Regions from separate parts of the Mus musculus genome. Here regions 1, 2, 3 and 5 are each linked to region 4. Evidence: chromatin contacts called from public Hi-C and promoter capture Hi-C data. All regions are on one chromosome and are shown on one strand. The core of a region is the stretch at or near the end of the contact, and the rest is flanking DNA. Distances in the headings are between cores, read along the strand shown. Region 1 holds the start of Timm17a (translocase of inner mitochondrial membrane 17a). Region 2 has its middle 57 kb from the start of Syt2. Region 3 holds the start of Klhl12 (kelch-like 12). Region 4 holds the start of Ube2t (ubiquitin-conjugating enzyme E2T). Region 5 holds the start of Elf3 (E74-like factor 3).

Region 1 (2,700 bases), core at 181-2,680, 350 kb before region 4:
GGCCAGCAGAGGGTGTTAGATCCCCTGAAACTGGAGTAACAGACAATTGTGAGTTGCCATTTGTGCTGGGAATTGAACCCCAGTCCTCTAGAACAGTCAGGCTCTTGATTGCTATGCCATCTGTCTAGCCTCAAATATCTAGCTTTGTTTTGTTGTTGTTGTTGTTTTTTTTTTTGAGACAGGGTTTCTCTGTGTAGCCTTGGCTGTCCTGGAACTCACTCTGTAGACCAGGCTGGCCTCGAACTCAGAAATTTGCCTGCCTCTGCCTCCCAAGTGCTGGGAATAAAGGCGTCCGCCACCACGCCCGGCGTTGTTGTTGTTTTAAGGTGGAATGGAACAAGAACTCCCTTTATAGCTGGCAGTGACTGTGTTTTCCTGATAAGGCTGGTGAAACTTCATACTTTTAGCTTTTTCTTCTTTAACAAGGGAAGTCTGGAGTATCTCAGGATGGCTTTGAACTCTAAATGCAACTGAGGATATAACACTGAACTTCAATATGTGCCACCATAACCGTGTGTGTGTGTGTGTGTGTGTGTGTGTGTGTGTGTGTGTGTGTGTGTATGATGCTGGGGATCTGACTTACCAACTTAAGTATGACTATAGCCCTATTTTCAGTCTCTTTTCTCTGGGCTAAACATATCTCATGCTTTCTGGGTTATCCTTTGTGGGGAGGCATGGAAGAGGATCTGGCACCAACGACCCCCAAAATCAATGGTCTCAAATTGGCCATGGCTCCTGAAATGGTCCAATTGTCTCTATAAGATGAACACTTATTTTCGGGCTGCTAAATTGGCTCAGTGGGTAAAGTACTCGCTGTCAGCCCTGACAATTCCAGTTCTGTAGACTCTCCTTAGACCTCCATGCACCCACCAGATCCCGTACATACATCAATTAATAAAAATAATCTTTATTTTAAAAGTTATCTATTACATTCCAGACATTATGACTATATAGATCTGCTCTAAAAGAGCTACATATATTTATTAAAGATTCACTGTTCACGGCAAATTAAGTAGCACTATTAATAAATACCTGACAGCAAAAGCACTTTTTAAAAAATAGCGGCTGGATAGTGGTGACACACACCTTTAATCCAGCACTCGGGAGGCACAGGCTGGCTGATCTGAGTTTGAAGCCAGACTGGGCTACATAAGCGAGTTCCAGGGCAGAGAAACTCTGTCTCGAAAAAAAGGGCAATCAATGTTTATCCCAGGCCACGGGGCTGATCTGAACTCTGTCACTCAGTACTCCGAACCCCCGAACCTCCACGCCCTGGCCGGGGAGCCTCCACGCTCCGGGTCTACAAGGAGTCCGATTGCCATTGGCTGCGGCAGGAAGAGATGCTCCAATCCCCGTCCAGTAGCACGCCTCCGCCTGGGATCACTTCCGTCGCGGGGATCAATTTCCGCCCAGCGTGCCGTAGACTCTCGCGCGGGTTGGAGCCAAGATGGAGGAATACGCGAGAGAGCCGTGGTGAGTTGCCGCCGCCGCCCTTGTCCCTTAATTACCTCCTCCATCCGCCGTGGTCGGAGTCTGAGGTGCAAGCGGAGCTCCGCGCGGCTCGGCGCCGAGATCTGGGCAGCTGTGGGTAGTGTGGATGAGCGTGACAAAGGTGGCTTTTTAGCGCAGTGTGCCAGGACCCCAGCACCCCTGTGACCTTGTGGTGCATTGGGAGGAGGTCCGGTGCTGGGCTTGGTGGAGCTTTGGAACCTCCTCCCTATGGCAGGTGCTGTCGACTTTGTGCGGGGACAATAATGATCCCTTCTGCCTGCTGAGGCGACCTTGAACACGTCCCTAAGCCTCGCTCTGCTCAGTTTCTGCCTCGACGAAGGGAATGTAGATCTCCGAGTGCCATACCCGAGGCCTTATGCCTATGAGGACTAAGTGTCCCCACGATGAAGCATTTCAAATGAGTAGACCACAAATTTCACCCAACATCCAAGGGGGCTGGATGAGCTCCTTGTAGGCTGAAGCGGCCTTTCCTATGTGGAATTCCCGAAGAAAAAAGATATATCAGTATGTGGAAAATAGGAAGAGATGAGCTGCGTGTGTTCTCTGAAAAGCCATGAATAGACATAAATTCATTAAGTGTTTATTAAGTAAGGGCTGTATGCTTGGCTCAAGGTGTAAACAAGAGTAAATCAGGCATAGCTGTTTGCAGTAAATTAATGTAATAGCTGTCGAGTCTCAACAGTTGTTTGAATAAAGCCTCAGGTGTCACAAGCTAATAGATCTTGGTATTCTGGGTTTTTGTTTGTAATGAGCGTCAGGGTATTATCCTCAAATAGTGTGTCTGCCCAGGATTTTAAATTATTATTTGGTGGCACTCCCAAAAGTATGCTTCAGCCTTCTGTCCTCAGAGGAGGTTATCTCCATGTGTTGGGGTTGGATATGCAGGGTTTAGCTGGACTGTATAAATTGGTACTAGATGCCGTATAATGACACAGATTAGCAGGAGGGGTAATTTTGATACATTTGAGTTTTCCCCAGGTCAGGTGGCACAGGCCTCATGAGGTAGAAGCAGGAGAGCCAGCAAGTTTAAGGACAGCCTGGGCTCCATAGCAAGTTCTAGGGCAGCTGGGGTTAGACCTTGTGTCAGACATATTTTCATCAGAGTGCACTGTGCATGCTGGTAATCTCAGCACTTAGGTTCTAGGCTAGCCCAGGATACATAGCAAGGCCATGTCTTGATGTTTGATA
Region 2 (2,700 bases), core at 97-2,596, 310 kb after region 4:
TATGTTGTCCCCAAATGACACAAAGGAGAGGTGAGTGAGGACTTCTAAGACCCTTGTCAGGTGCCCTCCTCAGGGGCCTCACAGCTGCCTCCAAAGCTCTTCTCTGCTCCAACAAGCTGTGTTGGGGCAGGAAAAGGTAAGATCCATTTTACAAAGAACTTCTTCTCCAACAAATTCATTAAAACTTCCCCAGTTTTCAAAGCAGAAAACAGAGGCCCCATACATCTGGACCATCAATTCAGACCAGAGTGGAAAGCTGTTTTTTTCTTAAATTTTCCAGGGGCCGTCTGGAGGACCCAGGTAACATAGACAAAAAATAGTAATAATAATAATAATAATAATAAAGACTGAGACAAGTGATGTGCTAAGGGCTAAGGGTCTTTATCTGAGCATCGCACATTGTAGGATACACACACACATGTATATACATATATTTACATATATTATATATATATATGCATGCTACACTCTACCGAGTAAATATACACAATCATTCTGTGTCAGTTAAAATAGACATTTTATTTTTTTTAGGTAGGGCCTCACTATGTAGCCCTGGCTTGCCTGGAACTCATTATGTAGGCCTGGCTGGCTTCAAACTCACATAGATCCACATGCCTCTGCTGTGTAAGTACTGAGATTAAAGAAGTGCCCAGCAAAAAATAATATAATTTTTTAAAGCCCAGCAATGGTTCATACCTGTTATCCTAATACTAAGAGGCTAAGTAACAGGAATGCCCAGTTTAAGACCGTCCTGGGCTATTCTGCAAGTTTCAGACCAGCCTGGACTATAAAGTAATACCCTACGTGGAAACACACACACACACACACACACACATGTACATATGAATCCCTGAGTGGTCCTGCCTCAGTTGGTTACGGTTAACACACCCAAGGCCCCCTTGCCCCAACTTTGCCTCACCACCAGATCACCCACTGGCTAGTCCACGTATGAAAGCATGGAAAGGGTTAAGCTGCTCCCACACAAGCCCACCCCACCCTCAGAGTAAACCCCATTTCTATTTCCCATCTCCCCCATCTCCCTTGTGCCTTGCTCACAGTCACAACCACCTGCACTCACTATTAAGAGGCAGGGAGTGGTAATGGGAAAATTCCACCTCTAATTGCAGTATTCCCTAATTGCCGCTCCTGAGCCACCACATCAGCCCAATTATAGGCCGCCCAGACAGGGTTCTCCATGGCTGAGGACTCCCTGCCCTGCTCAGAGGAACCTGCCCTTGCAAACGCCAGAAGGGAGCCTCCCTGACTCCAAGGGGCCCAGGCTGCCCAGTGCTGAGTGCTTTGGCCCTTCAGTTCTGTTCAGGGGGGCAGAGAGAAAGGAGGCAGGCTCCAAGGACTGAGGAAGCTGGTGTTGGCAAGCAGCCCACCCGGGCTCTGGAAGCATCACCCTACATTGGCTATCATGAATGTTTCTCTTGTGTTATGGGTCCCTAGGTGTTCTGGGATATTTCCTGCCTTGTGTCTTTCAGAGAGTTTCTTAGTCCCTCCAAACAGAAAGTAGAGGAGAGAGCCCTGCTTTTTTATTGTAAGACAGGGCCAGTGACAGCTGTGCCAAGATGGAGGGCAGGAGTTATACAAGCAGGATATGGGTGGGGCTGAGTTCTGCCGCCACCCATGCATGACCCGCCCAGGCTCTGCCTTCTCTCGTACAACTGCTATTTCTACAACTGCAATCTTGAGGCCCCGGATAAATACCTGGGAGCTACTTGGAAAACGCATACTGGGTACAACTCACCCCCTGCTTCCTATGTGGCAAGGAAGGGCTAGGAGGGCATCCAGAATCCAGGACCTCAGCAGCAGGGCACTGTGCCCAGCCTGGAGACCACCCAGGGAGGAAGCTTCCAGCAGTCCTTGCTTGAGATGCATCCGGGGAGCCTGGCCTGGAATTTACTCTTGGGGCTGGCAGCCGAATGCTCCCCACAGCCCCTCAGGACTGGTCATCTGTCGCCCCAGTAACCTCTTCGAACTGCCTGTTCCAGACATGGAAATGAAGGATGGCTGGGACAGGTCCTTCCCAGAAATTAAGCTCTGGCAAGAAACGGCTCATTGGGCATCAAACAGAACTGGCTGGAAGTTGGAGGCACTGGAATGGGCGGCTACTCTGTTGTGGACAAGGACAGACAAACGTGGTTAAAAATTACTCGCTCACACAGCTCTCACCCTGCACTGTTCCAGAACATACAGGCACGCATTCACTTCATCGTCCCCCAAACACCCTACTTTGGGGACAGGTAAGCTCCATTCTACACACGGGATGACTGAAAATAAGATTTGATTAACAATTTGCCTAGAGTCAGAACCAGGATAACACCCAGGCAATCTGCCCATAGTCACTATACTGCCTATGGGGGGAGGGGGGAAATGTTATGTGGCATTTCTCCACTTAAACTATGTCATTTACCACAGGCCTCCTGGATGCCAACAGAGTCCAGGGCTAAATCTCCGTTTCCTGGCCTGGCTTTCCGGCAGAGCAGATGGTGAATAACCAACCAGTTGTATGTGTGGATGCTCACACAGGGAGCTAAGGACTACCGTGACAACAGTATTAATAGTATTTACACATACACCCTGCAAGCATTAAAACACGAGACCTGGGCTGGAGAGATTGCTCAGTGGTTAAGAGCACCGACTGCCCTTCTGAAGGCCCTGAGTTCAAATCCCAGCAACCACATGGTGGCTCAC
Region 3 (2,700 bases), core at 188-2,687, 510 kb after region 4:
AAGAAACTATTCATCTAAAGTCTACAATCCTAATTTCCTAAGATTAAAACTGAGATTCTACATTGTCATCTTTTGTTCAGTAGCTCCTTCAAAAGGACTCTGGACACTCCCCCCCCCCCCCAAACTCTGCAACATGTATTTAACCAAAAACTGAGACAACTTGCTAAAGTAAATGCTTTTTGTTTTTAAAAGGTTTGCTTAAGCTAACATAGTTTCAAACTATGAGATGCAAGAAACTGGGGATTTGCTGAATTCTCAGGAGCTGAAGATTATGAAGATTTCCTAGTGTTCTAGCACAAGGCCCAGCCTGTGATTAAACTTTAAGATTTGTTTCATAAATGACAGTAACCTCAGGGCTGCAACTTTCCTCCTAGCACAAAGCCTGACCATATATTCACCATTCAAAAACTACACATTCTAGAACAGCTAATATGTAAATAGAGGGGTTCCATTCTAAATCATTCTAGAAGGAAGAAAAAAGGCAATGAGAGAGAGAGAGAGAGAGAGAGAGAGAGAGAGAGAGAGAGAGAGAGAGAGAGAGAGAGAAAGGAGTTCTCCCCTAAGAACACCAAGCTTACCATCAAGTATTAGGGAGACCTAGGTAGGCAAGGAGTTAGATATGCGGTAATCATGGAAGCTGCAACAGTATCTTGGTAGCTGTGTCTCCCGGTTAAGCAGGGACTACACTAAGGTTCCCATGGTCAAAATCTGTAAAACTGTATTTGGGATGTTCCACCAAGGCAAACGATACTTAACAAATTGCCAAAACCGCGTTAAAGGGTCTGCATTCTCAAAAGGCACTGGCTTCATTACAATGTGTTGGAGTTTCCAAATCTCCCACCCCATACCTTGCTTTTTTTTTTTTTTTTCAAGATTGCTGGGGATAAATGCCTTACAAGAGGAGGTGAAGACCACTATAATTTGGGAGGGAAAGGGAATTATCTTACCTTCATGCATGAATATACCTTACACCTCACTAATATTCTTAAGAAACTTCTTTAAAACCCCAATGCGCTACTGCCTACCTTCGGAGGAAGCCCACTCCAATCTTTGGAGTGTGTAGCTTTACTAAATAAACGTCCCCTTACTGTTTCTCAGCTGAATTCTTTCCTCCCAGGTTAAACCTTCTCCCGGGGCAGGCGGCAGCTGCTCCGGAGAAGCCGAGAAGGCAGCGCTATGCCTGCAGCGCCCCAGCTCATCTCCTACCGACCCGGGCTGGGGGGGGTACCCGGGTTGGGGGAAGGCCGCGCCCCCGGCTGAGGGCAGAGGGAAAGGCCGTGTGTCAGGGCCGCGCTCACTCACCAGGGCTCCTGGGCCGTCCGAGCCGAGGTGCTAGGCGCCGGGCTCCCAGGCGGCTGAGCAGCCGGAGCGCCGCCGCTGCCGCCCGGACCAGCCGCTGCGGAGCAGTCTCCGTGGTAAACTCCAGTCTCGGAGTACGGCGACCGCGCGGCATGATGACGTCACGCCACGGGAGGGGCGGGCCTCTCCTGGGTTACGTCACCTTAGGAGGCCGAGCCAAGAAGTCCTGCTTACCTGAGAGCTCAGAAAAAGAGACCTGAGAGTGGGTAGACGGGTGGGTGGGGAGTGCCGCGTGTGACAGTGCGCTGGAGGCCAGAAGGACCCAAGACTGGCGGTCCCCACGCGGTATGGCAGGCGCTAGGCTGCGTTCCTGCCACACTCGGGAGACCCACGGGGTTTCAGAGTTCTCTAGGTCGGTTTCTGAAGAATCAGGCTCCGCTTCACCATAGGGAGGACTTTCCCATCCCGGATAACCACAGGGTCCTAAATGTGCCTGTCACCATGAGGCGATTGCTTCCTTCACTCCAAGGAAAAGGAACTTGTGGATTGACTGAGCCACCAGAAATGGGTCGCAGTAGGGGAAACTGCAAAGACCCTTCTCAAAGAAGACGCCACAGCCATCTCCTCTCCTCTGACTCACCATGGTCGTTCATTAGTGCTGCGGTTCTTAGGACGTTTGCTTTTCGTTGATTTTGACTTTTTGCCTTTGGCTGAGAAGGGAAAGATGTTTCTTGTTCCAGTATAGATGAATGACTAATTGGATTATCCAGTTTTCCTTTGCACGGCGTTTGGTTCTTAGGGATAGTAAAGTGTAGTCAAGAGGGCAGCGTCTTCGTTTTACATAGTGTTTTCTTCGTGTCATAGCTTCTTGATCCCAAACTGTTCCTGACATTTAAATATGGTGGACAGAGTGCAGAATTGATAGAAAATGTTGAGGGCACTCTGGAAATAGTTGTTAAAATGATCAATGTAGATCTATTTTGTCTAGGTTTTGTAGTGTAGTCATCAGACTTCAGGGCAGGAATGCTTCCCCACCAAATCTGGACCCAGAACTACTACAGCAGATGAACTTAAGGTAGCTAGAACAGAAGCTAACGATCTTGGGCACCAGGCACATACATGGTGCTCATGTATACATGTAGGCAAACCATTTATGCACATAAAATCTTAAAATTACAAAACATATCTACTGGTTCTCCTGGTCTTCTCTGGCTACTTCTGCTTTTATATATGCATTTCCCCTAGTAACATCTTTGCCCTTTTTCTTTCATCTAGGCAAATGCTTTCCTGATGAGCAGAAAAACACACAAATTCTTTAAGAATTTCTGTGAGAGCTAGACATTACACGTGCATACCCACACTTGGGAGACTAAAGCAGGAGAGAACAAATTCAAGGGGAGA
Region 4 (2,700 bases), core at 108-2,607:
TTAAGCCTAATGAAGCCTTGTTATTGGGGGTGGGGTGAGGGAAGCATTGTGTGTGTTGGGTGGGGGGGCAGTATTTGGCTTACACTTCTACATCACAGTATACTGCTGAAGGAAGAAGGCAGGCCAGGAACTTAAACAGGACAGGAACCTGGAGGCAGGAGCTGATGCAGAGGCCACAGAGGGCTGCTGCTTACTGACTTTCTCCCCATGACTTGTTCAGCCAAAGCATTGCTATTTTATACAGAAATCTGAAGGACTATTTTCAGTAAAACGAAACAAAACTCTTGTAAATACAGGGGACTAGAAAAACAGTTCAGCGGGTTAAAGCCCTTGCTGCACAGGCCTGACAACTTGATTCAATCCCAGCAATCCACAGTAGGAGAGAACGCTCTCCTCAAAGTTGTCTTTGGGCAATCAATTACAATAAAACTACCTACAACTGTAAACTGTATCTTTATATAAAATAAGAACATAGTGGAAAGGCATGCTAATCAAATTAGAACGAGGGGGAAAAAGGCAGTTTCTCTCAAAGAAGCCATGAGACTATGATAACAATTGGTATATACAAAGTCTTCTCGGGTGAGAGATGGCTTAGCTGTTAAGAGCACTGGCAGCTCTTCCAGAGGACCCAGATTCAATTCCCAACATCCATCTGACATCTCATAACTAACACCGTCCTGTGCCTCCGAGGGCACCAGGCATACCCGTGGTGTGTATACATACATGCAGACAAACACTCATATACAAGAAAAGTAAATAAAAAATTAAAAAGTCCTTTGGTATAAAAGCCATGTGTTATCATGTATTTTATGAATATAAAGGGTTTTCACAGAGCCGGGGCTTGGGGGCATAGACACTGGAGGCGCCTAGGTAGAAGTCAGTTCCAGGTCAGCCTGGGCTACAGCGACACCTGTCTCACAAACAAAACGAAACCCTCAACCAAACAACCATAACAGAGTTCCTTACACTACGGCTTCAAAAGATATTTTCCTTTTAATTTTTTTTAAACCGGCGTTGTTAGCCTCTTTTCCAGTAACCACTCCCCGCAAACGTAAGCTTTTTACAACTGCACTGACTCTTCGTAAAATTCTTTGTGTCCCAGGCCTGAGGTAAATAAATAATCAATGCACAGAACCTGGGTAGGTGGCAGATGCTGGAGGTAGCCTTGGCGCGCCCAGGGCGGTTCGCTCTCCCCGCCGTGTTCCTCCCAGGGCCGCTCGGGTAGAAACGGGACTCCTTCCCCAGACTCTCCGTGACCTCGGGCTCGTTCCCTCAGGTGGCACTCGCAGCACCCGTCAGCAGCCCCACTTACCGCGGCGCGCCTCTGCTGTGCTCACGCGGAACCGCGGAGACCGTTGGAATGACTCCACCCCCTTCCAGGAGAGGACTGTGATTGGTCCGCAGCAAACCTGGGGGAGGCGCGCGCCCGCCTATTGGCCACCGCTCAGAGCTTGCGTCCGCTCACGCACCGCTCAAATTGGCGCGCGCACGCGTATCCGGAATTCTCAGTTCCCGCTGTGGTCTTGTTTGTAAATCGACTGTGAGCTGGGAAGGCTGGGAAGTCATCTACAGGAGAGGAAAAAAAAAAGGCAACTGGACACGCTTAATCTGGAGAAGTGACTGCTGAGTAGCTGCCTTTATATCTTTGTTGTGGTTCTGTGGAACGGGGTCTCGCGATGCAACCCTTGCTTAGCTTGGAATTTGCTATGTAGCTCAGGCTAGCCTGAGACTCCTGGCACTCCTACGCAGCTTCCCAATGGCTACCAGGTCACCCAGGCTTTAAGCAATGACAGGGGAAACTTTACAACTTCATTTAAGATCAGTAGTCTAAAGATACAAGTTAGCCGAGCACGGTCGCGCAGGCATGTTGAAATAAAAAGGTGAGAATTTGAGACCAGCCTTGGGTACATAGATTTCCTCCAGATGAAAAAAGATTTTTTTTTTTAATTTATAATTCTGGTGAACAAAGCATTCCATCAGGACTCTGAAGAGTAAAGTGGATGGAGTAAATTTCTCCACCACTGGAAATGTTCATATGGAAGCTTCAACCTGTTAGGGGTTAACGCAAGAGATCCTCTGCACTGTGAGGAAGTTAAGGATTTCCCCCTCCCTCTCCCTGAAAACAAGCCCGCTCTTCCTACATACTGTGCCAGCCTTTGATCCCTTTGAGTCACACACCAACCACGGAATAAATGACTTTCAAGCGCTCTTCCACCTCTAGAAAGGTATTTTCTAAGCAACCAAGTGCATGATTATAGCCAAGTCAGCTTTGAGGGCACAGCTGCGAGTGCCAAAAGTGGGTAGTCCTTGGGAGAGAAAGGAAAGCTTAAGACCTGAGACTCAGCAGAACTGGAATTGGTTTCAACTCTGGGAACCCTGGGGGTGGGACCAGAAATCAATCAAGGAATCACCTTTCTCTTTCACTGCTCCTAGCTTTTTGTACAGCTCCATAGCATAGACCTAGCAGTCGGTCTTTCTGAACTTCGAAGCTAATATAATTTTGGCTACCGCGGTGATGTCTGCATTTAGTCCAAACTGATGTTAAGCTACAGCTGGTTCCTCATGGAGGTTTTTATGGTGTGTTTTGTCTTCTGGAGACCCTCAGACTCATTAGGACTCTGACTGACTCTGCTCTGGGCTTCCCCAATTTAGTTGTAGGACTGAGCCAGAGGGTAGATAGTGAATTCTGCAAACTTACAG
Region 5 (2,700 bases), core at 200-2,699, 300 kb before region 4:
CACTTGCACATAAAGGTCAGAGTACCACATTACAGGAGTCAGTTTTCTCCTTTTATCATGTATGGATGGAACACGGGTCCATCCATAGCATCCTTAGCAGCAGGTATCCTTATCCACTGAGCTATCTCAGCAGCCCCACATTGCTTATTGGATGTTTTTGGATGAGGATAGTTATATTAAAAAGGTTTCTGGTGTTGGTCTGGGTAGTTACCCTTTAACCCATCTCTAGAGCCTGTCTCTTGAGTTTGAGGCCAGCCTGGTATATGTAGCTAGACAAAGTTTCAAAAATGAACAGAATCCTGGGACTAGAACCCATTTGTAGAATGCTTGCATAAGAAGCTCTGGGTTCAATTTCCTGCATCTCCAGAGGGATTTTGTTCTGTAGTTTTAGTTTTTCAAGACAGAGTTTCTCTGTGTAGCCCTGGCTGTCCTGGAACTCACTCTGTAGACAAGGCTGGCCTCGAACTCAGAAATCCTTCTACCTCTACTTCAGGAGTGCTGGGATTAAAGATGTGCGCTGCCCTCCTCCACCCCAATTTGTTTTTGTTTTTTAAGGGCCCCGGTAAACAGTAAATTAACATGTGCATCCTGTTTGTCTTTGTAATGACTCAAATGTTGGGCTTCTGACCACTAGAGGGCAGCAGGCAGATACTAATGGAGTGGGCGGAGAGAAGGGTAATCAGGAGCAGACCAGACTCGCGGATAAACCAAACAGCACCGCCAGCCGACCCTAGGCGAGGAGAGCGCCACAGGCACCAAGGGAAGACTTGAAGTAGTGTCTGATCTCTACCGCTTCAGCAACCATCGCGTTTGGGTGGGCTCCAGACAGGCAAAGTGCCAGCAAATGGTCTCTGTAGCTGACTAGACAGACTATCAGACCCAAACCACCACTGGACCGTGAATGTTGCCCAGTGTGTTGCCTAGCCGCTTTCAGAATCCCAGCTTCTGGGTGTTGTGGAGGAAACCCCTTAGCCTCGGTAACTTTCACCAGGCCCTTCTTGTCTCTAGACCTCTAGACAGTTGGAAGCATCAGTCTTGACCCAGCCACCGGTTCAGATTCCTTGCCTTGCTTTCTCCTCCCCAGTTCAGCCCTGGCCAGGCCCCCAGGAAGAATTTCCAGGGCCAGAGGGCAGCCTAAGGCACAGATGCCCACCCCTGCAATGTTCCCGCCACCTGCCCAGTTCAGTACCCAGGGCCCAACCCCAGAGGGTGCGGAATGACAGATTCTGACAATCATTAAACCAGCCAGGCCTGATTTCCCAGCACCGCCTGCTAGGATCTGGGCCAAGTGGCACGGAATATGCAAATCACCTGGGACAGGGAGCCCAGTCTGAAGGCCAGGAAATCCCCAGCATCCAATGAGCCACCAGCTCAGGTTACAACCGGGGACGTACGCCGAAGACCTGGAGGGGAGGAGCTCCTGCTTTGCTCTATTTAGAGCGGGTGGGGGCAGCGCCCTGGCCACACTCATCACTGCTACCTGCGGAGCCTTCGACCGCTTAGATTTCTTCCCTTCCTGTGGCCTCAGAAGCCTGCTCACCCGCCTGCCACACCGAACCCTGACACACCTCGGTACGGTCACATTCCCTAACTCTGGCTTCAGGAACCGTCCAGTGGATTTACAGTTCTGAACTTAATCACTCAGGCTTGGAGGTTCCTAGCTGGAGTGTTGGGGCTACTGTGGGTGTATTCTGGGACTGGTCAGAGACCAGATCGGTGTCTTGGAGGGACAGGGTGGCTTCTTTGGTTCAGGAGCCCACGTGATTTGTGGAGAGAGCCCCAGAAGAATTTGTATCATGGTCCCACCCGCTTTGAGATTATTTTTATTTTTCGGAGCCGAATTTCCCAGTTTGGCGCCAGCTGGCCTGACCCTTCTAGGCTCAAGAGAGCATCCAACCTCAGCTTCCCCAAGTAGCTGGCTCTTGGTGGTGATGGTGGTGGTGGTGGTGGTGGTGGTGGTGGTGGTGGTGGTGTGTGTGTGTTTGTGTGTGTGTGGTGGAGGGGGGGGGTGTTGAAGAGAGAATGTCTACAGCAACACTGAACTTCCTGCCTCTCGGCTGTTGCTGCCCAGGCTTTGCCAGACAGAAATGGAAGTGTACCCTGACCTGTACCCTCCCCACCTTGTCTCCTCTTCCCAGGGGCCCTCATGGCTGCCACCTGTGAGATCAGCAACGTTTTTAGTAACTACTTCAACGCCATGTACAGCTCAGAAGACCCCACCCTGGCTCCTGCTCCTCCGACTACCTTTGGCACTGAAGACTTGGTGTTGACCCTGAACAACCAACAGATGACACTGGAAGGTCCAGGTGAGTGCTGTGTAAAATCTTTACAGACAGGACACCAATGATCTGAGAGGCTCTTAGATGATAAATGGACAGGGAGGAAGGGTATCCTGGAGTTAGTGGCTGGGGAGGATTTATTCATTCATATGTTTGTGTAGTACTGGGGAAAGAACCCAAACAAGACCTTATTTATGCTAGACTGTGTTCCTAGTCCCGAGAAGACTGTAGTGGCTGAGGTGGTGGGAATATAAGAACTGTGGTGACAGATTAAGGGAGGATGAACTTGAGAACTAGCCATGTTGTGATTGTGGATATGTATCTGTCCCTCTCCGCCCCTCCTCGGGTTGTGTAGGACCTCAGACAAGATCCCAAAGGGACAGGACTGATCCTCTGGCTGTACTCCACCTTGCAGAGAAGG

What was found. Promoter capture Hi-C pulls out the DNA fragments that hold promoters and counts their contacts. Hi-C and Micro-C count contacts between places; a contact is called where the count stands out from the background. Capture Hi-C pulls out chosen DNA fragments and counts their contacts.
Region 1: a contact with region 4 is called in a promoter capture Hi-C map of adipose tissue. The contact joins the promoter of Timm17a here to the promoter of Ube2t in region 4. A contact is called at or near these places in 5 of 39 promoter capture datasets (cranial neural crest, fetal liver, hippocampal neurons and 1 more), 3 of 484 Hi-C or Micro-C datasets (CD4 T cells, CD8 T cells and natural killer cells), 3 of 115 datasets of contacts at active chromatin or transcription factors (bone marrow-derived macrophages, effector CD8 T cells and memory CD8 T cells) and 2 of 9 other capture datasets (adipose tissue and liver).
Region 2: a contact with region 4 is called in a Hi-C map of cerebellar granule neurons, with 1.9 times the contacts expected there. The contact joins the enhancer-like site here to the promoter of Ube2t in region 4. A contact is called at or near these places in 15 of 39 promoter capture datasets (the 3T3-L1 cell line, the C10 cell line, HPC-7-derived erythroid cells and 9 more), 14 of 484 Hi-C or Micro-C datasets (the N1E-115 cell line, cerebellar granule neurons, cerebral cortex and 7 more), 12 of 115 datasets of contacts at active chromatin or transcription factors (astrocytes, embryonic forebrain, embryonic stem cells and 5 more) and 1 of 9 other capture datasets (embryonic stem cells).
Region 3: a promoter capture Hi-C map of pre-B cells shows a contact between it and region 4, with 4 times the contacts expected there. The contact joins the promoter of Klhl12 here to the promoter of Ube2t in region 4. A contact is called at or near these places in 5 of 39 promoter capture datasets (the 3T3-L1 cell line, hippocampal neurons, liver and 2 more), 3 of 115 datasets of contacts at active chromatin or transcription factors (astrocytes, epiblast stem cells and memory CD8 T cells) and 1 of 9 other capture datasets (macrophages).
Region 5: a contact with region 4 is called in a promoter capture Hi-C map of adipose tissue. The contact joins the promoter of Elf3 here to the promoter of Ube2t in region 4. A contact is called at or near these places in 3 of 39 promoter capture datasets (hippocampal neurons, liver and stem cell-derived epiblast-like cells), 7 of 484 Hi-C or Micro-C datasets (CD8 T cells, cardiomyocytes, cortical neurons and 1 more), 3 of 115 datasets of contacts at active chromatin or transcription factors (effector CD8 T cells, memory CD8 T cells and pancreatic cancer cells) and 3 of 9 other capture datasets (adipose tissue, liver and pancreatic islet).

What each region holds. Positions count from the first base shown.
Region 1 is chr1:135,312,467-135,315,166 of GRCm38.p6, reverse strand. It overlaps Timm17a (translocase of inner mitochondrial membrane 17a), which reads left to right and starts at 1,430. Exons shown (of 6, transcript NM_011590.2): 1 at 1,430-1,473. The coding sequence starts at 1,448.
Region 2 is chr1:134,650,752-134,653,451 of GRCm38.p6, reverse strand. It overlaps a transcript of Syt2 not described here. Among named protein-coding and RNA genes, the nearest start is that of Syt2, 57 kb to the left of the region's middle. Within about 2 kb of position 1,346, at least 74 of the 459 cell types and tissues checked have an H3K27ac peak or open chromatin away from gene starts, as enhancers often do. A contact at or near this core is called in the N1E-115 cell line, astrocytes, cerebellar granule neurons and 2 more, where this site is marked.
Region 3 is chr1:134,454,268-134,456,967 of GRCm38.p6, reverse strand. Klhl12 (kelch-like 12) reads right to left here and starts at 1,437. Exons shown (of 12, transcript NM_001311136.1): 1 at 1,303-1,437.
Region 4 is chr1:134,961,222-134,963,921 of GRCm38.p6, reverse strand. It overlaps Ube2t (ubiquitin-conjugating enzyme E2T), which reads right to left and starts at 1,357. Exons shown (of 7, transcript NM_026024.3): 1 at 1,136-1,357.
Region 5 is chr1:135,257,221-135,259,920 of GRCm38.p6, reverse strand. Elf3 (E74-like factor 3) reads left to right here and starts at 1,449. Exons shown (of 9, transcript NM_007921.3): 1 at 1,449-1,572; 2 at 2,139-2,306; 3 at 2,695-2,700. The coding sequence starts at 2,147.